2 separate regions of the Mus musculus genome follow, and region 2 is linked to region 1. Evidence: chromatin contacts called from public HiCAR-type data. All regions are on one chromosome and are shown on one strand. The core of a region is the stretch at or near the end of the contact, and the rest is flanking DNA. Distances in the headings are between cores, read along the strand shown. Region 1 has its middle 5.9 kb from the start of Gm38926. Region 2 overlaps Itpr2 (inositol 1,4,5-triphosphate receptor 2).

Region 1 (5,854 bases), core at 646-3,145:
CTATGTCAAGCACACCTTTCTAAGGAAGAACAATAACAACAACAACAACAAAAACCAAACAGACAGACAGTCAAACAAACAAAAAAACAAGAAGGGACCAGGCACACCCCAGACCCTTTGGTGGGTAACAACCCAATCTTGGCTTACTGAGAACTGTATTTGTGGAGGTAGCTGAGAAGCCTTTGTGTCCTGCATACTAGTGAGGGTCTCCCCATTCGCCATCTGTTCGTTAGGTTAGGGTGGTAATCATAGCACTTTAGGTTAGCTCCTTTCTACAAACCCATCTAACAGCCTGATTGTCCTTAAACGAATCTGAGGTCTGTGTCATTATACACTCAGGTGAACAGGCACCCAGGCATACTAAACTTGGTCAGTGTCTCCCTAGGGCAGCACCCAGTGCCTGAGCTCACCGTCAAGACCAAATTCTGCTATAAGATAGAGGTATAGGGGAGGAGGAGAGAGGAAGCCAGCCAGCTTTGCAGACACCGGGTCCTATTCAGGGCTCCTCCGTCCTCTGATGTCATGCGCTTCCTGCTTTCGCACTGCAGAGTCTGGCGATCAGTCGACTGAAACGGGATGATCACCGCCACTATCTTGCATCTTATTTTCCATGATCACACTGTCACCTAGCCAACTGCCCCGCCCCCTAATCCCACGACTCTTGGCTTTCCAGCTCGTATTGTCTTCCCCTCCCCCCCCCTCCAGGAAGACGGCTTCCAAGCAGCAAGTACCAGGAAACCCCACTACTGGTGGTGACTCCGACTGAGGCTTGGGGTGGGGTCGGAGTGAATCTTCTGCTCTTGCTTGAGAGTCCAAATCCCTAGCTTAAAAAATGATTTAAAGTATATAATATACATATATATGTGTAAATTCGTATGTATAGTCAAGCTGGGCGCGATGGTGCACGACTGCAACATCGGTCTGCAAACTCAGACTTGAGGCAGGAGTTTCGCTGAGAGTTCGTGGACAGACCAGCTTGTGTTATACAGTGGTCTACAGTTCAGCTTAGGTTAGAGTTAGATTCTGTCCAAAGAGCTAAAAAAAAGAGAAAGGAAGGAAGGAAGAAAAGGGAAAGGAAGAAACATTAATTGTTCAAGTGACAGAGCTCTCCCTCTGTCCAGGAGCCCAGGCAAGGACCATTAGGAGCGGGGCGAGACCATTGCACTCTGCACTCTCCGTCCGGGCCCAGCCCCCTCCCCCCCTCGACACCCGCCACCGCGCAGCTCCGCGCCGCCGCCCAGCGAGCGGGAGACTCCCCAGGGCTCTTTAAATACGAGCTATAAATACCACCGGGCTCTGAGAGCACGTCACCGCCCCGCCGGCTTCCGATTGGCCGCTCTGGGTATCTCATTTGCATAGGGGCTGACACAACCGTGCCGCGACCTGGACGGGAGCGCGCCTGCCCCTCCCCGGCAAGACAGTGGGCGGAGTCGCCGGACCTGCCGACCGCCAGGTCTGAAGTAGGGCGGGGTGGGTTGGCATGTGTCCGTCATCCCTGCCTCGCAGAGGCTGAGACAGGAGGATTGCCTTGAGTTCCAGGCTGGCCTGGGCTATGTAAAAATGTGGAGAGAAAACTATACATATATACATATATATGAATATATATACACACATACACATATGTATGTGTGTGTGTATACACACACACATATATATACATATACATACATACACATATATACACATGCATATATTTTTAATGAAATAAAATGGGGCAGGTGGTGGTCCAGTAGGACGTCCTTCGCCTTCAGGGAACATCAGCTCTGCCCGCCGATTGACACTGGATCTTTTTGCTTTCTACGAAAAGTTTTCAAGGAGACCCGGGAGCAGATGCTGCGGGTGGCTCCTAGCGGCTAAATTTAAACCACGTGAGAGCTGACCCGCCACGGTTCTGTGAGATGACTGGCCACTCCGATGCTCAAAACAGACTGCGTGCTGTGGTCGCTGTAAGACGCAGCGAGCTGGAGAAGAAAGCCAGCAGGGCTCGGAGATGCAGGACTTACGATGTCTCCCGGTTTAGAACCAAATTTAAACTGCATCCGGGTGCGGTGGAGCTGAGGCAGGAGGATTGAAAGCCACGTAGTGAGATCCTATTTGCAAACAAACACCCAAGCCGAATTTAAAAAGCAAAAAACAGTGTCTCCCTCCAGCCGGGGGTTAAAAAGCCAGGTCCTGAAAGCAGGCGCGGCACATCCAGGAGGGTCTGTCAGGTTGTGCGAAGTAGTCAGACAAAAAGCACAAGCCACAAACATCTTACTAAATTATATTAATCGACGTTCTCCCGTGACATCTGTGTAGTCCTAAATAACCCAGAGCTCATTCAGCGACTTCATGTAACAGTGAAGACAATGCCTCAAAGCGGACTGCTTCGTAGTTTGCAGTTTTTTTTTTTTTTTCCTAAGAGAGAGAGACAGAGACAGAGAGACAAGTAAGCGCTTTGGATTCTAGCAAAAGAGCTCCCTCTGCTGGCAAATGCTTCACCATCACAGATACCCATAGACAAAGATGGGGCAGGCTGGTATCAGGACTCTCAGGGCGAGCTGCCAGAGCTTCAGGATGCTGTTAGGTGAAATCACAGATGCCATTTTTTTGGTTACTCTCAAGTAAATGAAATCATACAATTGTGAATGTTGCTTTATGTTTTTAACCCACACATGCCAATAAAAGCCATTTTTAAAAACCTTATAACTAACCCTGATTAAATTAAAGCAAGAGACAGATGTGTTGTGCAAACATCATTAACTATGTATATATAGAATATTTGCATCATAGACACCTTCCGATAGTTTTAGTATTGTGGAGGAATTTTTAAAAAAGAAGATTTTAGTTTTAGTTTTAGTTACATGCTTCCATGTGAATGTCTGTCACCTGTGTGCTGTGTCCACAGAGGTCAGAAAAGGGATGGCTTCTTTCATCTCTCCTACAGTGGGTGCTGGAAACTGAACTGGGATCTTCTGGAATAGCAGCAAGCATTCAGTTGCTAAGCCATCTCTGTGTAACTGATCTGACTGATCTGAAAGCACTATGTACGTCAGGCTTCATTGTTACCTCTTTGCGTGCCTAGTAAATACGAAGGCTTTAAAATGCCCAGAAAGCCCTGCTTTAACAAGAGGGAAGCATGCCATGCTGGAAATCTAGCCATCTACCCAGAGCTAATGGAGCCATGGAGCCCGGAGAAGGACTTACAATGGACACTTTACTAAACAGACACATTCCCTAACTACATTATGAATATTTGTCGTTATACCCACAGACAAGCGTAGTTCTCGCTGCTAATCAAGGGAACTTCTCTTTGCAACAGAGGAAGGGCATTGCCAAAACCCAAAATGAAACAAAACAACAGAAACTGATAAAGAGAATCCGTGGAGCCCAGTCCCAAGGATCTGTCACAATACGGCTCCTGCACCCGAGGCTCAGGGATCCCTGTAGAACAGGGGGTGGGAAGATTGTAAGAGCCAGAGGAACAGGAAGTGTACTGTGAGATCGCGTCTCTGGAAACACAATTTTGGTTATGCTCATGAAGTCCCCTCATCATGGCTGCCTAAACAAGAACTGGATGACACCACCGCCAATGGACATGCGACCACGGAAGGGGAAGCTCCAGGGGCCTCCACCCTAGAGGAAGAACTATGGGCAACCAGGAAACGCGGAGAGCAGGAGAAATGATCTTCTCCAGGTAGAGTACGTGAATTGGTTATCCAGTGCTAGTGGTCAGTCCTTTAAAGGGTTTAAAGATTTATTTATTTTATGTTGTATATGAGTACACTGTTACTGTCTTCAGACACACCAAAAGATGGCATCAGATCCTGTTATAGATGGTTATGAACCGCTATTGTGGTTGCTGGGAATTGAACTCAGGACCTCTGGAAGAATAGCCCGTGCTCTTAAATCACTGAGTCATCTCTCTAGCCCCCAGACCTAAGGTTTAAACACAGGTAACATTATCAAGACCAAGCAGGCAAACAGGTTGTATTTATGTATATATGTGGTGGTTTGAATGAGAATGGATCCCAATAGGTTCATATTTTTGAACACTTAGTGCCCAGTTGGTGAACTGTTTAGGAATGATTAGGAGGTATAGCCTTGTTGGAGGGGTGTGGCCTTGTTGGAGGAGGTGTGGCCTTGTTGGAGGGGTGTGGCCTTGTTGGAGGGGTGTGGCCTTGTTGGAGGGGTGTGGCCTTGTTGGAGTGGGTGTGGCGGGGGGGGGTTGAAAACACATTTTGGCTGCTACATCCACAGCTCATCACCTTTGGGAGCTGCTTGTTTTGGGGAGGAAAGATCTATGTTCAGAGTTCACTGTTGAGACTGCTCAGAGTTGTTAGGAGGCCTGAAGCTAACTGAAATCAGCGATGAGGGGATACATAAAGAACCCTTGTGTCTCCGTGGCGACAGCTAAGATGTGCGTTAAGTGTCCCACAGTAAGCGCATTGCCCTCCTCTGTAAAACGCTGTGGATAATGATCACAAATTGCCTGTCATCTCTATTCTCTCAGCTCAGAGGAAGACTTGGAAGTATAAGAAATGATTATAAGAAATTACTTAGAGAAAACTTGAGGGCTGAGGAAAGGCCTCACCCTGTGTCAGCCTAGGGTAGGTAACCAGCACTCTTAAGGCAATGCAAAGTTCTTCGCTGCCCCGAACTAAGGCTTTCTGTTAGGAGCTGTGTGTCCCCACCTCTCATGTCTGTTGTTAAACTCGTCCCAGGATGACTATGTGTGTGTATATATATATATATTGCAGGGCGATGACTGTATTTGGATAAAGCTTTCACTAAAACAGAATAAAATGGCATTCTCAGTGTGGCTCCCATGCTGTATGGCCTGTGTCTATAGAAAGAGGGTGATAGGACGTGGTCATTGGGTCTCAGTGAGAACCATCGATTTGGGAGCCTACATGGGCAGCCTCAGGAGGGACCACGCCTGCTGATAACCTTTGACTTCTAACCTCCAGAGTGGCCGGCTGCATGTGCTACATATATATGTGGTTGCTACTTTGTTTCTAAGGTTCTAGGAAGAGAGTAAAGGCTCTTTCCCCTAGGTGAGAAACCCTGTCTTCTTCATACCTCAAGCCAGTTCTAAAGGCCCCATTTAAATATACCTGGTGGCTGCCTTTTTCTCTGTTATTAAATGGTGACTACACATCATTCAGCCGTAGTTCACATATATAATGCGCACACCCAAATGCTCAGAGGCTGCTTGGATGTACAGCAAAAGGCTTTGCCATTGACCCAGCTACACTGCAGTTAGACGTGAGCTAGCAGGGTCCTGGAGTGACTAGTGAGCCAATAGTTAGGCCAGCAATGAATGTAACTGTTTATATTGCAGATGGTGACCCTGAACTCTGATCTTCCTGCCTCTATCTCCTGAGCATCAGGATTACAGATGTGTGCCAAGACTCCCAGTGCTGGGTATGCTTGGTAATTATTCTACCAAATGACCCACATCTCTACCCTGCCAATTTGCAATCAATTGCAGGGCTGACTCTTGAGTCCCATAGACTTAAAAATGACCCCCTCCCTGTCATCCATGCATGCTTAACTCCCGAGCTCTTTCTGTGTTGATACATGACTTGAGTTCTGTATTTTACCAAGTGAGGTATGCTAAGTCTGGGTTATAATATCAAACGATTTTAGGTTTTACAAACAAACTTAGAAAAAAGTTTTAATTGTCTTAAAAACCAATTATGCCTTCAAAGTTATGCCTTATCCACAATTTCCTTTAGCTAATTTTACTCTATAGATCAATACCCCAAAGGACATGTTTAGTTTGAAGAATTACGTAATGAGATGTTATGACATCAGGGCCAAACCAAGGTCTCTTCCAAACCTCACTGCCATATTATGGAAGCACTGTGGG
Region 2 (6,246 bases), core at 3,078-5,577, 1.1 Mb after region 1:
ACACACACACACACACACATACACTGTGAACATGCTTAAATACCACACACACAAAGAAGATTCCTCCAGTGATCCCACTACTGACCTGGAACCCAGACCCAAAGAATTTACCAAAGTGTGGTTGGCCAAGCAGGTTTGATAGACCAATAGATTCATGATCAGAGATGATGCAACGCTCAGAATGTAACAGGGCACAAGGCAGAGGGGCAGATGGAGGCAGGGGGTTTTCTAGGAACCACTACGAGACATGGGGAGAGGAGAAGAAGCCACAGGTGGCATGCCCACTGGAACCACACTTCATGAGAACATAGGGACAGCACTCTGCTATGAAGAAGAGTCAACAGAGCTTCATGACAAACAGCCAGCTGCCCTGCCACTGAGGACTTAGAACGACAACTGAAGTATTGTACTAGAGAAATAAAAATACAAAACAAAACCATAATCCACCCACCATGTGGCTTCACTCAGAGCTCATTTATCTGAAAATGGTGGAAGAGAGCTGGGCTGAGGGAGAGAGGAGCTGTCGTCTGTGGTGTCATCTGCGCTGTGACACATGGTCACGTGGGCTTTGGCTTTGTACTCTTGTTTGTTTCTTATATTCCTTATATTATAATTATGTATAGCCATTATGTACTATACATAAATCCCATCACAGATATATATTTTTATTTTACATTTATTTATCTATTAACATATATTATATAAATATATTACATTTATATTATATATATATATATATATATGTATATAATCTGTGGGTCAGTAGTGATCCACAACTTGGCAGAATCCGGACTCGCAAGCCTTTGGGCACACCTGTGAGGGATTACCCAGGTTAGTTTAGCCTCTGACCTCGCCAGTGTGGCGGAGAAGAGTCCACTAAAGTAAGAGACAACATTGCTGGGTCTTGATCCTGGACCACCTAAAACTAAGAAGCAAGCTGTTTTGAACTGTGGATGTGGCCAGCCATAGTGAGCTCCTGCCACTGTGACATCCTTGCCATGATGGAATGTAGCCAGAAACAGGTAAACCAGAATAAACCTTCTTTCCTTAAGCTGCCTGTGTTGGAGTATCTTATCTAGTAACAGAAATGTAACCAATGCAAAGTTAGCCAGACTGTATCTAAAGCTGTATCAAAGGGTTACATTTGATGAATTAGAATACTTAGTTCCAGGTAATAGTAAATCCAAGCTCAGAGCCATGGCTCACACATAAGCAGGATGTAAACAGAAACGAGAATCCACCCAACCAAGCCCAACACAAAACAGCTTCTGCCCTTGGCGGTGCTGCCCATGTTCTACCACAGACCATGCCACACTCTAAACCCTATCAAGAGCACCCAGGCCTTTTATTTTAAAGCTTCGGGCCTTGGGAAAAGTCATCCAGTCCCAGAGAACTGGGAGTCCTTGTCTACAAAATGAGGGGGAAACTCTATGATGGAGCCCCCAGTCTGTGAAGCCTATGGCTGAGCCCAAAACTATGGAAATGCATAACTGAGTCCCAAGTCTTTGAAGTCTGACTGAGCCCCAGATCTGTGGACATGTGAGACTGAGCCACAAGCCTATGGAGACCCATGATGTCCACAGGTCTGTGTGGGTAAAAGTCACACATCCCTGTCTTTGTCTGCTTGCCAGTCATCTCCATCAGTCAGCAAAGCACAAACTAATAATGTTAAAAAGGGAGGGAGGAAAAAAGATGACATGGGCCGTCACTGTGGGCCTGACTGGGTTTACAATCAGAGAGGTTTACTGAGGAGGGAAGACAGTCCTGAATGGAGCAACAACATCTCACAGACTGAAGAGCTCCAGGCTGAATAAAAAGACAAACTGAGATCGGCACCAGCATCCATCTGGCTCTGCTCCTCGGGGTGACTGCCTCAGAGCCCTGCCACCTTGTCGTCCCCACCAAGATGGCCCATAGCCTGCAACTGTAGCAAAATAAGCCATTTCTTCTTCTGTTGCTGTTGATAGTATTGTGTCATGGCTGTGAGAAAAGTTACTACTAGAGAGAAAGAAAAACACCCAAATAAACTTACAGCCACATGCATTCACAGACATTAGCTGTAAACAATAAATTATGCACACCTCAAAGTCTACTACTTTGTCTCTTCCCCAAATATAGTAACAGCCGTAGTTATCAAAGTAATTAGTGAATGATGCATAAAGAAGAATGTTGCTAAAGAAGGAAGAAAAAGTTGTGCTAAGGCAGTTCCTGGATATTTTAGGACTTTAAAGGAAAATATTTCATGATGCTAAAAAACTGAATTGTCAGGGCCCCCAATGGAGGAGCTAGAGAAAGTATCCAAGGAGCTAAAGAGATCTGCAACCCTATCGGAGGAACAACATTATGAACTAACCAGTACCCCGGAGCTCTTGACTCTAGCTGCATATGTATCAAAAGATGACCTAGTCGGCCATCACTGGAAAGAGAGGCCCATTGGTCAGGCAAACGTTATATGCCCCAGTACAGGGGAATGCCAGGGCCAAAAAATGGGAATGGGTGGGTAGAGGAGTGGGGGGGGGGGGGGCTTTTGGGATAGCATTGGAAATGTAATTGAAGAAAATACAAGAAAAAAAAGAAAAAAAAAGAAAAAAACTGAATTGTAAGTCAGGCATGGTGGAGAGAGAGAGAGAACTTTTGTAATAAACACTAACAGAGCATCTTTAAGGAGAAAACTTTGTGGCCTGTGCTATTTTAGGCAAGACTCCTATCCCTGGCCACCAACCCTGTGACCTCAGAAGGAAAATAAGACATAAATAAGGTCAGCTATACTACAAAGCAGAATTTGACCAGAGCTAGGAGAAAGAAATGAATAATTTGTAAATAACATAGGTCACAGGAGGGATGGAGTGATCTGTGATGAGCTAATTTATATAAGAATTATTCCTGAAGGCTGGAGAGATGGCTTAGTGGTTAAGAACATTGACTGCTCTTCCAGAGGTCCTGAGTTCAGTTCCCAGCAACCACATGGGGGCTCAAACCATCTGTAATGGGATCTGATGACCTCTTCTGGTGTGTCTGAAAACAGTGACATACATACAGTACAGTATACTCATATGCATAAAATTAAAAAAAATAATTATTCCTGGTGTTCAAGGAAACCATTAAAGGGCAGGTTGAATTTTAATCAGGAGATAAGGGAGAGAGATCACCACAAGTAAGAGAAGTAGGACTAATTTGAGTTTGCAGAACCTCTTGTGTGATGTTTCTTTAAAAATGCTTTTGAGAGTTCATTCATTTAACTTCACAATTCCCCTTCTGAGAAATGTTCTTAATCCTTAATTCTTCACAGATGAGATGTGGGCTACTGACGGGAATGTCACACAGAGCCATGTGTGACAGGTCTGAGGAATGCAAGCCACACCCCAAGAGACTGCAACATCTCCTCTCCTGCCTCCAGCAAACAGAAAGGTGTGAGCCAAAACAGAACGACTCCACAGATAGGCTCTTATGCTGAAGGAAAGATTTCCCGGGACCTCAGAGGCTTTTAAGCTAAAGGGAAGATCATGCCGCACGAAAGAGGCTGTTAAATGAATGATGTTTACATCAGTCTTATATGTTTACAGTCATCAGCATCTAAGTGTAGAAACTGCCATGGAAAGATATGCTTATCTTGATTCCCAAGTTGTGATGCCTATAACCGGGGAGGAGAGGTGTCACTGTGGGGAAATGACCCGAGTTCTAAGAATATTTCATGCATTTATAAGACCGTGAGATAGCCAAGATCAAATTCAGGGTCCACAAGGTGGAGAGAGTGGATGAGAGAATGTAGTGGTTACTGGCAATATCGACAGGTAGCCTTCATCAAAACACACAATTAAAGTGCAGTGTGCAGAAGAGAAAGTCAGGTCGCCACAAGAGTCTCGCTAACTGTACCGAGTCAGATGCAGGATGCCAGCAGTCTTACACTCACACAACAGAAGGAAACAGACTGAAATCACAGAAGCCCATGATTCACGCTCATAGTCTTGCTTTCTAGTCCTTTGGGGGTGGGGGTGAAGGTGGGGGCACAAGTGGGTTCCTGAATGCAGGTGCAGTACTTGTAGAGACCAGAAGAGGGCACCAGACCCTTTGGCAACCTGAGCGAGGAGCGCCAACCACACTGCAGGTCCCAGGGATAGCCGTCATCTGCTTAAGCAATCTCCCAGCTGAGCCATTTCCCTAGCTAGCTGCTGTTGTTTTGCTTTTGGGGTTTTGTTTTAGTTGGTGTTTGTTTCTTTTCTTTTTATTTATTTTTTTTCTAGAAAGTGTCTTCTATGTGGGCCTCAGACTCAACTTTACAGCTGCTGCTGCTGCAGACAATCCTGGCCTCCTGCCTCCTCACTCTCAGAGCATGGGACGCCAAGACTGTCCTCTTCCAGCACTTTAGTGGTTTTTTTTATTAACTGTTCCTAGGAGTATTGGAGTTAGGAAGTAGGGGTTTAGTGCCATCTAGTGGACGCTTGACCTAGTTACAAACAAATAAGCGAGCCCATTTTCTTCACTGGGGTGTGTGTGTGTGTGTGTGTGTGTGTGTGTGTGTGGTGTACATCACTCACTTCTTTTTTTAATTGACACTGTATTTCACTGGCTTAGAGCCCTCCTGATGGGCTAGGCTGGCTGGCCACAGAGCCTGTCTCCATTTACCCAATGGTAGGATTACAAGCACAGGCCCCCACGCCTGGCCCTTCTCAGGTAAGTCCCGAATGGCAAGAACCCCGTGCTTTCAAGGCAAGCAGCTTATTCACTGAGCTCTCCCCAACTCCCAAGTAAGCTACTCTAGAAGGAAATATGACAGCCAGGTGTGGCGGCACGCACTTGGAAGGTGAGGCAGGAGTATCAGGAGTTCAAAGCCAGTCTCTGAAAAATAGCAAGTTCGAGTCCAAACAAAATGAGACCCTGGCTTGCCAAGCCAAAGGCCATGTGAAATCTTTAACAAAATTATTTTACATTCTTTGCTTTGTCTTGCTTTGGAAAGAAATACCAAGTTGTTGCTTTAGTGACTGAGCTCCACAGTGTGGAAATGTCTGAAGCAGTGAATGGGGAGCAGAGATGCCCGAGTGTTGCCCTTCCCACGGGGCAGGATTGGTTCCAAGGCTGTGTTAGCCGTTCCTCAGATGACGTTGTTTTCTCTCCCACAGGCACGGTCCCGAACTTAAGGTCTCTAAGTCACAGCGTCTGCACAGTTGTACAGTCCGCATCTGCCACCTTCACCTTGACTGACTAACTCATGTGTCCCAAGGAAGTGACATTACAGAGAGACAGGTGACAAGTCTGCAATCACATAAAGTCCAAATGTCTGAATTACCCGTCCTGTAATTAAATGCTTATTTCTACATTTCAACCCTGGTTTTCTGGCCCTCTATGTTTCTGGAAAGTTAATCTGCATCTTCTAACACTGTGTGGCGAGTCTCCTCATGCTGAGGAAGGGCATCTTTTAACCTCGGCTACTCATGGTCTTGCAGAATAAAACCCACGTGTATCCTCCAGTGCTGTCCTAAGCGTTGATGCTTTCTACATTCACCATAATGTAGAGCCTGGTCTTCAGTGGCTTACAACTGTGCATGCTCGGTGTACAATCGCTTGCTGAAGCCCCACTGCGCATGCTCGGTGTACAAGCGCTTGCAGAAGCCCCACTGCGCATGCTCGGTGCACAATCGCTTGCTGAAGCCCCACAGGAAGTGCTCTGCTTGCCTTGGACTCTGTTTCTACAACAATCATAAGCTCATCGTGTTCTTCTGAATGACTTAACTTCATAGCTGAATGCTGGTTTAACGGGTTGTGCCTGGGAACTGTGATCATAACACTGTAGGGTTTCTTTCTCTTTTCTGTTCTTAGTTTAAAGTTGCCTTCTTTAAATTTACTGGTTTTAGCATGTGCACTGATGCATGATGGAAGCCATCAAACGGTAAGAGCCCGCAGCTCAGTGGTGTGTTACATGGTTCCCATGGGGACCGCAGGAACCTGAGGACAGTAACCACACCTTAACACCTGTGCCCCCAGCACCAAACCAGGTCAGCGCTTCCACATAGTAGGCATTCAGTAAGTGACCTCGAAATTTCAGATTAGTGAGGATCAAGGCTTCTTGGCCTCTGTGTTTTGGACTAGATAATTCTGTCAGGGAGGAGAAGGTAGCCCTCTGTGCTAGCCATTCTTGATGTCCAGTCCCTCTCACAACTGTGTCAATCAAACATCTGCAGATACTGTCAGAACCTCTGGCAGACTGCATCAGTACAGCAGTTCAAGGCCAGCTCTGGTTGTTATAATTGG

The links. HiCAR-type assays count read pairs that join an accessible place to other places.
Region 2: a HiCAR-type map of astrocytes shows a contact between it and region 1, with 5 times the contacts expected there. The contact joins two enhancer-like sites. A contact is called at or near these places in 11 of 484 Hi-C or Micro-C datasets (the G1E-ER4 cell line, the HL-1 cell line, MC3T3-E1-derived osteoblasts and 7 more) and 4 of 115 datasets of contacts at active chromatin or transcription factors (astrocytes, embryonic forebrain, embryonic midbrain and 1 more).

The regions. Positions count from the first base shown.
Region 1 is chr6:145,339,541-145,345,394 of GRCm38.p6, forward strand. No RefSeq gene overlaps it. Among named protein-coding and RNA genes, the nearest start is that of Gm38926, 5.9 kb to the right of the region's middle. Within about 2 kb of position 1,896, at least 422 of the 459 cell types and tissues checked have an H3K27ac peak or open chromatin away from gene starts, as enhancers often do. A contact at or near this core is called in the HL-1 cell line, astrocytes, cerebral cortex and 3 more, where this site is marked.
Region 2 is chr6:146,405,969-146,412,214 of GRCm38.p6, forward strand. All of the region lies in intron 9 of Itpr2 (inositol 1,4,5-triphosphate receptor 2), which reads right to left. Among named protein-coding and RNA genes, the nearest start is that of Itpr2, 93 kb to the right of the region's middle. Within about 2 kb of position 4,328, at least 171 of the 459 cell types and tissues checked have an H3K27ac peak or open chromatin away from gene starts, as enhancers often do. A contact at or near this core is called in the HL-1 cell line, astrocytes, cerebral cortex and 3 more, where this site is marked.